2 separate regions of the Mus musculus genome follow, and region 1 is linked to region 2. The links are chromatin contacts, called in public Hi-C maps. All regions are on one chromosome and are shown on one strand. Each heading gives the region's core, a stretch centred on a gene start, on an enhancer-like site or on the middle of the called end of the contact. The rest is flanking DNA. Distances are from core to core; before and after follow the strand shown. Region 1 holds the start of Slc30a6 (solute carrier family 30 (zinc transporter), member 6). Region 2 holds the start of Myl12b (myosin, light chain 12B, regulatory).

Region 1 (5,044 bases), core at 1,292-3,791, 3.4 Mb before region 2:
CCCATTCCCACTTTTTGGCCCTGGCGTTCCCCTGTACTGGGGCATATAAAGTTTGCAAGTCCAATGGGCCTCTCTTTCCAGTGATGGCCGACTAGGCCATCTTTTGATACATATGCAGCTAGAGTCAAGAGCTCCGGGGTACTGGTTAGTTCATAATGTTGTTCCACCTATAGGGTTGCAGATCCCTTTAGCTCCTTGGGTACTTTCTCTAGCTCCTCCATTGGGGGCCCTGCGATCCATCCAATAGCTGACTGTGAGCATCCACTTCTGTGTTTGCTAGGCACAAGAGACAGCTATATCTGGGTCCTTTCAGGAAAATCTTGCTAGTGTATGCAATGGTGTCAGCGTTTGGATGCTGATTATGGGATGGAACCCTGGATATGGCAGGCTCTAGATGGTCCATCCTTTTGACACAGCTCCAAACTTTGTCTCTGTAACCTCCTTCCAATTGGAAAAGATGAAGTCAAAATATCACTTTTTGCAGATGATATGTTAGTATATATGTGTTGACTGTTTTATAAAACAGATATTTATAAGTATAAAATTGTTTTTCCCCCTCCCCCACATTCCACTGTGGGGGGGAGGATTTGGCTGTAGGTTCAAGTCTCAGAAAGGCAAAAATTAAAGATTCCTAGAACTTACTGGCCAGCCAGTCTAGAATAGACAAGCGCCAAGATCATGTCTCAAAGACCATGTCTCAAAATAACTGGGGGAAACAAAAAAAGGGAACACAGCTAAGGAGGCATCCTGACACCCACATCTGGCCTCCACCAATAATACTGGCAGATGGAATAGCATATGCAAATTAGATACAAAGGTCCAATTCAAACAACACAGTTTGCAAGCTGTTCACTGTTGCTACAACGTGTATATTGTATATGTTTATTTCTTTAAAGTTGGAATAACTGAAGGTTGTCTGGTCACTGTTCATTTTACACACACACACACACACACACACACACACTTTTATTTTTGAGACAGGGTTTCTCTGTATAGCTCTGGCTGCCCTGGAATTCACTCTACAGACCAGGCTGGCCTCAAACTCAGGATCCACCTGCCTCTGCTTCCAGAATGCTGGGTTAAAGACGTGCACCACAACTGGTTTATCCTATCCATTTTCTGTACCCAAAGGATTACTGAAATTTTATGAAAATACTGTGTGTGATTTTCCCCCTATCAAGGGCTAGAACTATGATTCACAAATCAAGAGTATTCACTGCTCTTACAAAGGACACAAGTTCAGTTCCCTGTGCCCACACGGCACTCACAGTTGTCTGTAACTCCACTCCCAGGAGATTCAACACCCTCATTTTACTTCCCCGGGCACCAGACACGTACTTTGTGCACCAAGAAACAGGCAGACAAACATCCATACACAAAATTTAAAAAAAAAAAAAAATCTGGGAACCAGAGAGATGGCTCAGTACTTGAGAACACAGGCTGTTCTTCCAGAGGACCTAAGCTTGACTCCTAGCATCCACATCTGCTCACAGCTCCCTGTAACTCCAGCTCCAGGGATCTAATGTCTCTGGCTTTCTCCCACAGCTGCACCCACGTGCACATAACCACACAATTTAAAAGAATACGGTGAATTCTTTTACAGATCTTCATTAGACATTTTAATATATAATATTTTAATGTTTTGGTTTTTCGTTTTTTTCGAGACAGGGTTTCTCTGTATAGCCCTGGCTGTCCTGGAACTCACTTTGTAGACCAGGCTGGCCTCCAAAGAAGGAAACTTTATGGTGGCAACAGTAAGAACACAAATATGTCATTGTCGTATGTAAGTTACCAGTAAGGGCTCAATGAGTTTTTGTGATCGTTTCAAAGGGCGGTCAGCACTCTGACATCTGAAAACGCAACCACCCGTTCACCTTTACAGAATACTGAGATAATTATGTTTGACTTACGCGTTTTGTTGTTTGGTTTTAGATTATGGGGTTTTTTTGTTTTTTTTTTTCGGGTCAGAGTCTCTATTTAACTCAGGGTGAACTTCGAAGTGCAATCCTCCTGCCTCAGTTTCCTGAGTTGTAGGCCAAAGGCATGTGCCAAAACACTCAGCTTAATAATTAACTCAATAATTTTTAGGAAAAACCTGACATTCCAACAACCATAGCGTATACTAGAACCTTTCCCGAGCTGCTCCACTAACCCTTTCTGTAGCCGCTGCTCAGTGCCGAGCTATTCAAACACTGAAAAGCAAACGAGTGAACACGCCCTAGAAAGCCCCACGCAAGCCTCAAGTCGCTGATGGCGTTCACTTGTTCTCAGAGGAAGCTTTAATTTTAACATTAGGCAAATCTGGCATTTCCCAGCTGTAGAGGCACAGAGCAGGAACCCTTCAAGAACCCGAGCGCTGGGAACCCCAGCGCAGGCCCGACCACGCGGTTCCGAGCAGCTGCGGTACAGCAGGGCGCTCGAGCGAGGAAGCAGGAGGGAAACATCCCGCAAGAATCCCGCACACCCCACGGCCAACTCACCATGGTAAGGAGCCGTACAGCTCCCGCCGGAAGACGCTCTGAGAAGTCGCATTTCTCAAGCGGAAGGGGCGGGCCTTCAGAATCCGATTGGTTGCAGGGCGAGGGGGCGGGACTGCGCATGTACCCTAGGTCGCCGTCTTTTTGTTCTCCGCCGCCTGGGAAGTGGGCGGATTAGAGCTGCTCTGGGCGGGGCTGCTCGCCCAGGGAAAGGGTGGGCATTTATCACCTTGGGAGGAACTTTGAGGTCTGTTCAAAGTCTTCTACCAGAGTGTGAGTTTATTACAGTTTATACTCCTGTTTTAAAAATGAAGAAGCAGGAACATTAAGAAATGTCACAGTAAGGCCGGGCAAGTCTCGCTGATTTCGAGGTCAGGCTCCTCGAGGTAGACTCAGCCTATGTTAAAAATACATTTATCAAATTCCCAACTGTTTCATTAAAAATAATGTCGCAGAAAACGCTTGGCTTAAGAACACAAGGATTCGAGTTAAATCACAAGAACCTACGCCGTCACGATGGCCACACCTGTTTGATCTCAGCACTCAGGAAAGCAGAGGCAGGCATATCCTTAGTGACTCGATTTCAAAAACCCAGGTGAACGTCAACCTTAAGTATAAGGTTGTTCTCTGGCCTCCACGAGCACTTTACTGGTGCACGTCACCGGTCAGGGTGCAGCATCGCCTGCGTACTATTCTAACGCTGGAGGCTGAGGCAGGAAGACTACACTACACAGCAAAACTGTCTCAAAACCAAAACGAACGAGTGAGTGAGTGAGTGAGTGAGTGAGTGAGTGAGTGAATGAATGAATGAATGAATGAATGAAAAGAGGTGATGGCTTTTCCTGACTCCAGTCATCCAAGTGGCTACTGCAGTTTAAGAGGATCTGACACCACCACCAGGTGGTAGAGCCCTTAGGCATGACACACAAGGGTTCAATTGCCTAAACTGGGTGCAAACCTGTAACCCTATAGATTTGGTAGCTGAGGTAGAAATATTCAGTTCAAGCATACTTGGGGTTTAGAGTAGGTCACTGTCAGCCTCCCCAGTTAGTGAGAGCATCTCAAATTTAAGGAAAAAATAAGCACTTGTAGCTGGAGTCCACTGTTTTGTATATGGTGCCTGTCTTGGGAAGCTGTGGCAGGACACTGAATTCAAGTCACACTTCACTACGTAAAGTACCAAAAAGACAGAACAATAAGAGAGGGATTTCTTAGGGAGAATACTTTCGGGGGTGGGGGGTGGGGGAGAAGGAAGGGTGAGACAAGGACTAAAATTTATTATATACCAGGAAACTGTCCAAGAATAAAATATTTTTAAAAATCTGAAGCATGCCTTAAGTCTTATATGTTTCATAAGCTAGTGTGGAACTCAGAATAGCTGACTTTGAACTGAAAATACTTGGCTTTATCCCATAACAGAGTTTTAAATCTCTACAGTTTCTTTCTTGCACAGTCATTGTAGCCTATAAAGATTGTATTTGCAGATCTTATCTTCTAGGCACTGATCTTAGTGAAATTGTATCCTAGTAAGAGACACATGCAAGAAGAAAAAAAATTCAGTTATTTGTAAGTAGAATGTCAAAACTAAGGTAATGTGCTAGGTATGGTGGATCATGCCTTTAGTCCTAGTAGCTAGAGGCAGAGGCAAGCAGAATTCTGTGAGGTCCAGGCCAGCCAGAACTTCACAGTGATACCCTGTTTTTTAAAAAGAAGTGGGGGGAGTTATGTTATAAATATTGACAGGGTAGATAATTCATAGTGGTCAGAGTTTTGTAAAAATATTTTATTTGTGTGTTCAGGTGTCTGAAGCGGCCGGAAGATGGCATTAGAATGCCTTGGAGCTGAAGTTAAAAGGCTTTTGTAAATCACCAAATATGGGTGCTGGGATTCAAACTCAGTCCTCAGGATTGAGCAGGAAACACTCTTACCCACGGAGTCATCTCTCCAGTCCCTCAGAAAAGCTTCTACAAGGTGAGCGTCATTTCTGAGTTATAAGTATTCTTGGAAATACCGCTTTCCAGGCAGAATAAACTAAAGAAAATATCTCATTGGAATGGTGTATTTTGAACTGGTTGGTTACCACATCCCTTTAATCCCAGCACTTGGGAGGCAAAGGCAGGAGGGTTTCTGAGTTTGAGGCAGGCCTGATTTACAAGATTCCAAGGATAGCAAGAGTTACAGGATAGCCAGGGCTATACAGCGAAACCCTATCTCAAAAAAACAAAAACAAAAACAAAAACAAAAAACAAAACAAAAAACCAACAACAACAACAACAAAGAGGGCTGGAGAGATGGCACAGCAGTTAAGAGCACTGACTTCTCTTCCAGAGGTCCTGAGTTCAATTCCCAGCAACCACATGGTGGCTCACAACCATTTGTAATGGGATCCGATGCCTTTTTTTGGTGTGTCTGAAGAGAGCAACAGTGTACTAATATACATAAAATAAATAAATATTTTAAAAAGGAAACAAAACACTCAAAACCAAACACTAAACTACAAAAGAAAATGTGTATTTTGAGATTTAAAAGGTGGCAACATATAACATATGGCAATATAAAATCTGAAT
Region 2 (5,064 bases), core at 1,819-4,318:
TCTAAGTGTAAAAAGGTTTGAACGGGGTGGCTTCCCCCCCCCCCCCTTCAAACTCTTATGCTATTGAAAGACTGTTCTTGAGGGAAACCATTACCTCATTTGATAAACAATTACGTAATGCCTTTGAGCAGCAGGAGGCTTTAACCCAATAATGCCAGTCCTGTAGAATGGGGGTTGGGTGGGGGCTATTAACTAGTAACACCTACTCTTCCTTCAAGACTAGAATCACAGAAATCTGTCCTAATTTCCTGCTTGAATTTCATTAGATTTTAAGCAAAATACTTTTTTTCAGCTTATCCACTCAGTGTTAGAGTTTTGTTGAATTTCCACTTTTACTGAAGGGGGAATTAAGAAAAAAACCATAAGTATGTTTTGCTAACAAATCTTATTTCTACTGTAGGAAAAGAAAAGTACTACTAAAATTCGCTCTTGCAGCATCCATTTCCATCCAGGCAACCCCCTAAATAGCAGTTAGGAACTGTGGGTGGTCAATCCTGGATGAATTAAGTCTCTTAATTTGCTAGTAGGATTCTCTATGCTTAGGTGTGGGTTTTGCTTAAGCAAGAATGGCTGCCATTAAAAAGCTCGAAGAAATCTCCTCCAGCAGTGGGCTTGAAAGCAGAACCGATCTCTGACGTTTCTGTCATGAGAAGGAACTCAGGGTTGGTCCTCCAGCTTCAAAGCCCCAGCAAAACACTACAGTGCGCAGCCACCCGCCTGTCTGCTTTACGGCAGCCTGCTCACCTGCTTTACGGTTGTTTATGTTGCCACTGGACTCCAGTGCCCAAAGGAAACCGCTTTCTACCAAATGTGAGGGGCTGAGACCAACAGGAAGTTTAGGAGTGGGTAGACACTGACTTAGAGAGCTTCAAGTACAGGCCTTGGAAAGTTATACACAAAGCTCGTTTTAGGAGGGACTAGGGAAGTATAGAGGAGCCTACTGGATTTGGAGTGCTCTGGCCTACTGGTGTTTTTTCCTCTTCCTCCCACTACCTCCCCTCCCCCAGGGCGCAGCCCTGGCTGTGCTGAGCCCTGAGCTGCTGCCACCCACCACCCAGCGAGACCTTTCTCAGCATTTCAAGTCCCAGTTTTGCTACAGCACGGCTTTAAAGCTACTTTTTTTTTTTTTTAATATATGTAAGTACACTGTAGCTGTCTTCAGACCAGAAGAGGGCGCCAGATCTCGTTGTGGATGGTTGTGAGCCACCATGTGGTTGCTGGGATTTGAACTCAGGACCTTCGGAAGAGCAGTTAGAGCTCTTAACCGCTGAGCCATCTCTCCAGTCCCCGAAGCTACTTATTCTTTGTTGACCTATTTATTCATTTATAAAATGAATTCATGCTGTTCATAATGGTCCCTTTATGATAAAAAGCAGCGTCTAGTCTATCTGGAGCTGGGTGTGGTTAACCAAACCCCACCTGGTACCCAAGTGGATCTGCGCCCGCCCTCATGTGGCCAGGTTGTTTTAAAATGTCATCTTCCTCATTTGAAATAGGAGCGCTTCCTTCGTTTGCTACAGAAATTGGAAATGTGGGAGAGGGGGGTGTTTATGTATGGAGCCGATTTGTGGTTCCCTGGAAAGAGGGGAAGCCTGGCCCTTACATGAGTGCTGGGACTTCAAACTTGAGTCCTCTTGTTTGCATAGCAAGTACTCTTAGCCACTGACCCACCTCCCTGTGCGCACTCTGGGTTTTTGAGAGGGACTTTTGCTGTGTTAAGTTTACCCGTTGGAATGCCAGGGTTAAAGGCCTGTGCCCACCACATCCTGCTCATTAACTGATTTTACATTGCCTAGGGTGAGGATCTAGGAAGTGGTGGTAGACTTATGTAACAAACCCTGAAAGTGCCATAACTTTATAAGAAACATAATTATTTAAGCAATGATTTTTGAGGACAAATAGGATCAAAGATACAGCATCAGTACCACCTGGCGCCTATTCTCCACCTCTGACCTACGCAATCCCAGACCCTGATTTTTTCAAGCGCATATTTAAAGCCACCCTCAATTTATTAGGATTATTATCTTATTTTACATTTTATCTACTAGTTTGGGGAGGAGGCTGCACATTCCCTGGTACCTGCATACGGGGCTCAAGGAACAAATTACAGGAATTGGTTGTTCTCTGTGGGCCCTGAGAAAATAACTCAGTCATGCGTGCTAACAGGCACTTTTACCTGCTGAGCCATCTTGCTGGCCCCTAAGTTGTATTTGTATTGTCTGGACTGCTGTGAAGTACACGGATACTCAGTGCTGGAGACCATAGTGTTCCTGCCTTGGAGGAATTTCTTTTGGAAGTGGGGTAGGAAGGGAGGTGGTTTTCTACGTGTAGCGTGGCTGTCCTGGAACTAAGCTCTGTAGACCAGGCTGGCCTTCAGCTCACAGAGATGCTGCCCCAGCCTTCTAAGTGCTGGAATCAAAGGTGTCGCCACCACCGTCTGACACGGAATTTCTGATCAGACTTCTAGAATATGACCTCCCGGCGGGGAGAAAGTAAAGGCCACTGGCTGGAGTGCAATTTCAAATAAGCGAGAACGTTTCTGGAGCCCACTGGAGAGTGCTCAGCCGCCGCCCTCTTCCGGATTACATTCCTTCTCTTGAGCATTGTTTATCTAAAACTCAGTTTAACCAGGCCAACTGCCCTCTGCTAAATCAGGCAACTTCGGGCTGCCCGCTGCAGGCGCCAGGGGACCCCCAAACCAGGGCGGCTCCCAGCCCACCCGGGTCAAATTCCAGCGCTGGCGCTCCGCCCTCGGCTCGGGAATGCGGAAGGGGCGCGGGACTTGCGCTGGGAGCCGGGGAGACCAGCAAGCCGGCGCGGCTGCGGCAGGAGGATGCCGTGCCAGTGAGCTGGGGAATATGTACTCGCGGCTACAGGGGCTGAGTTCGTCGGGTCGTGCAGCCAGGCTAGTTTCCGCCGCTGGCTGCCTGGGTCCTCCGGGTCTTCGAAACGCTTGCAGCAACCCCCTGCCACGGTTGGTCGCGCCGGGCTCGCCGGTGCTCCTTCCGCCCCGCCCCCGGGCCGGAAGTGCGGCGCCGCCACTGTCCCGCCCCAACCTCCGCTGGTCGCAGTCGCCGGTCGGATCCTCTCGGGTGTGCAGCATCAGGTCAGGTGAGTGGCTCTCGACCCCGCGGGGCATCTCCCGGGCCGCATCTGTCCCTAGTGCTGCGCAACCGCGCCTGGAGCCTGCGGGCGGCTGGACCATCGGCTGGTGGAGCGGAGGTGGCTCGGTTCGAGGCCCTACGCGGTTCCTGTGCTGGCGAACCCTGGCCGAACGAGGCCCCGGGACCGTGTGCACTGGGCCTGCGACATCCGATGACTGACACCTGGTGCCCGGCTGCCCGCACCTGCCGCGGCTGCAGGCTGCAGGCTGCAGGTCCAAGCTGTGTGTTAGCGCAACTGCGTGCATCTGTTCTAGACGCGTTGGGGGAGGAGAAGCCCGCTGGTGTATGGTTCCTGCCAGAGGAAACCAGGAACTGGTACTAGAGTTCCTGGTTAGCAAATGCTAAAATGGGCTGATTTGCATAAATCCTTACTGGGTCTTAGGTCTTGCAAAGATTTAGCTCATTGTTAGAGGACAATTCGAAGAAAGCTGGAAAGAATGGAGAACATATTGAGCCAGGGATCCAAGATGAACTGGTGGATCTCTGCTAGGAGGTACCGAGCAAAAAGCTCAAAAGATGAGCATCGTATTATGTGCACAAGAAGCGCGGGTGGTCAGCCGGAAGGGAGAAGAACAATAACTGAGTACTAGCTGGGAAAGAGGAAGGTAGTTAGGGTAGGGCTCTTGGATACACACGACCCCAGGCGAGACCCTATACAATAAAATAACGTAGTTAGTTAGCCAAGGTAGGCCTCTTTCTTTAGAGGTGTACTGAAAACTCGATGAGAAATGAAAAATTACGTAAGAGGATTTGGGGAGTCACCCACGACAAGGAAGTAACACGACAAAGGATGTTTAGGGAATCGGGTTGACAGCTTTTGTTCTAGAGATGGCTTGGCTGTAGTCCTGTGTGTTAGAGAAATATCACAGCATTTTCTCCTTCAATAAACCCTTAAGTGAGGTGATGTCATTTGCCTGGGAACATCACTTCAGGAATTCATATGATGCCACCAGGGTTTTTCTATCCACTTGCTCCTCACTCTGTCTCTCTGTCTCTGTTTCTCTCTCTGTCTCTCTCTGTCTCTCTCTCTCTCACACACACACACACACACACACACACACACACACAAAGGCACCTGTTCACTGAGCTGCAGCTTATGAAGGACAGATCCCTGGGTGATAATGGTTGGCCAAAGTTAGGAAAGCCAGGGATGGGACCGATATCCCCATTCCCCCAAGGTTGAATGATACAGTTGTGTAGGGATGGCTTTCATCTGCCCCGGTTACCAGCGTCTTTGATTCTTCTGTGACAAGTTTAACATGGCGGGCGAAGCAGGTTTCCCTTCCTCCCTCTGAAGTTCCCCTTACCTGGCACAAGCACAGGAGAAAAGGGTATCAGAACTCACTATGTGCAAAGGAGGAGGACAGGTAAACAAATGAGCCTCAAAGCTTGCTACCGCCGGGCGGTGGTGGCGCACACCTTTAATCCCAGCACTTGGGAGGCAGAGGCAGGCGGATTTCTGAGTTCGAGGCCAGCTTGGTCTACAAGTGAGTTCCAGGACAGCCAGGGCTATAGAGAAACCCTGTCTCGAAAAAACCAAACAAACAAACCAAAAAAAGACTACATGATGTTCAGAGGAATAAAGTGGCTTGAAAAACACGATATCCAGGACAGTCCCTTTGGGCTCTGGGTGTGGTGTCACCTCTGGACTTGTTTCCAGGCATTAGAGGGATGTAGCCGTAGCCTATTACATTCTTTACAGGCGTGCTCCCCATGGTCAGGTCCTTGGACTTTGGAAGAGAAAGCGAGGCCAGACAGACCTTAAAGACGCCTCTTGGTTGGTTCTGTGTCCTCAGCATGGCAGGCATCGTACTTCACATCAGCTCCAGGAACACAGCAGCCTTGCCAGTGGCTGAAGTTTTCATGGTCGGCCCTTGCAGCTGCTGATACGAAAGGCACA

The links. Hi-C and Micro-C count contacts between places; a contact is called where the count stands out from the background.
Region 1: a contact with region 2 is called in a Hi-C map of CD4 T cells, with 6 times the contacts expected there. The contact joins the promoter of Slc30a6 here to the promoter of Myl12b in region 2. A contact is called at or near these places in 1 of 39 promoter capture datasets (cranial neural crest) and 1 of 484 Hi-C or Micro-C datasets (CD4 T cells).

What each region holds. Positions count from the first base shown.
Region 1 is chr17:74,393,105-74,398,148 of GRCm38.p6, reverse strand. It overlaps Slc30a6 (solute carrier family 30 (zinc transporter), member 6), which reads right to left and starts at 2,541. Exons shown (of 14, transcript NM_144798.6): 1 at 2,481-2,541. The coding sequence starts at 2,483.
Region 2 is chr17:70,988,520-70,993,583 of GRCm38.p6, reverse strand. Myl12b (myosin, light chain 12B, regulatory) reads left to right here and starts at 3,068. Exons shown (of 4, transcript NM_023402.2): 1 at 3,068-3,111.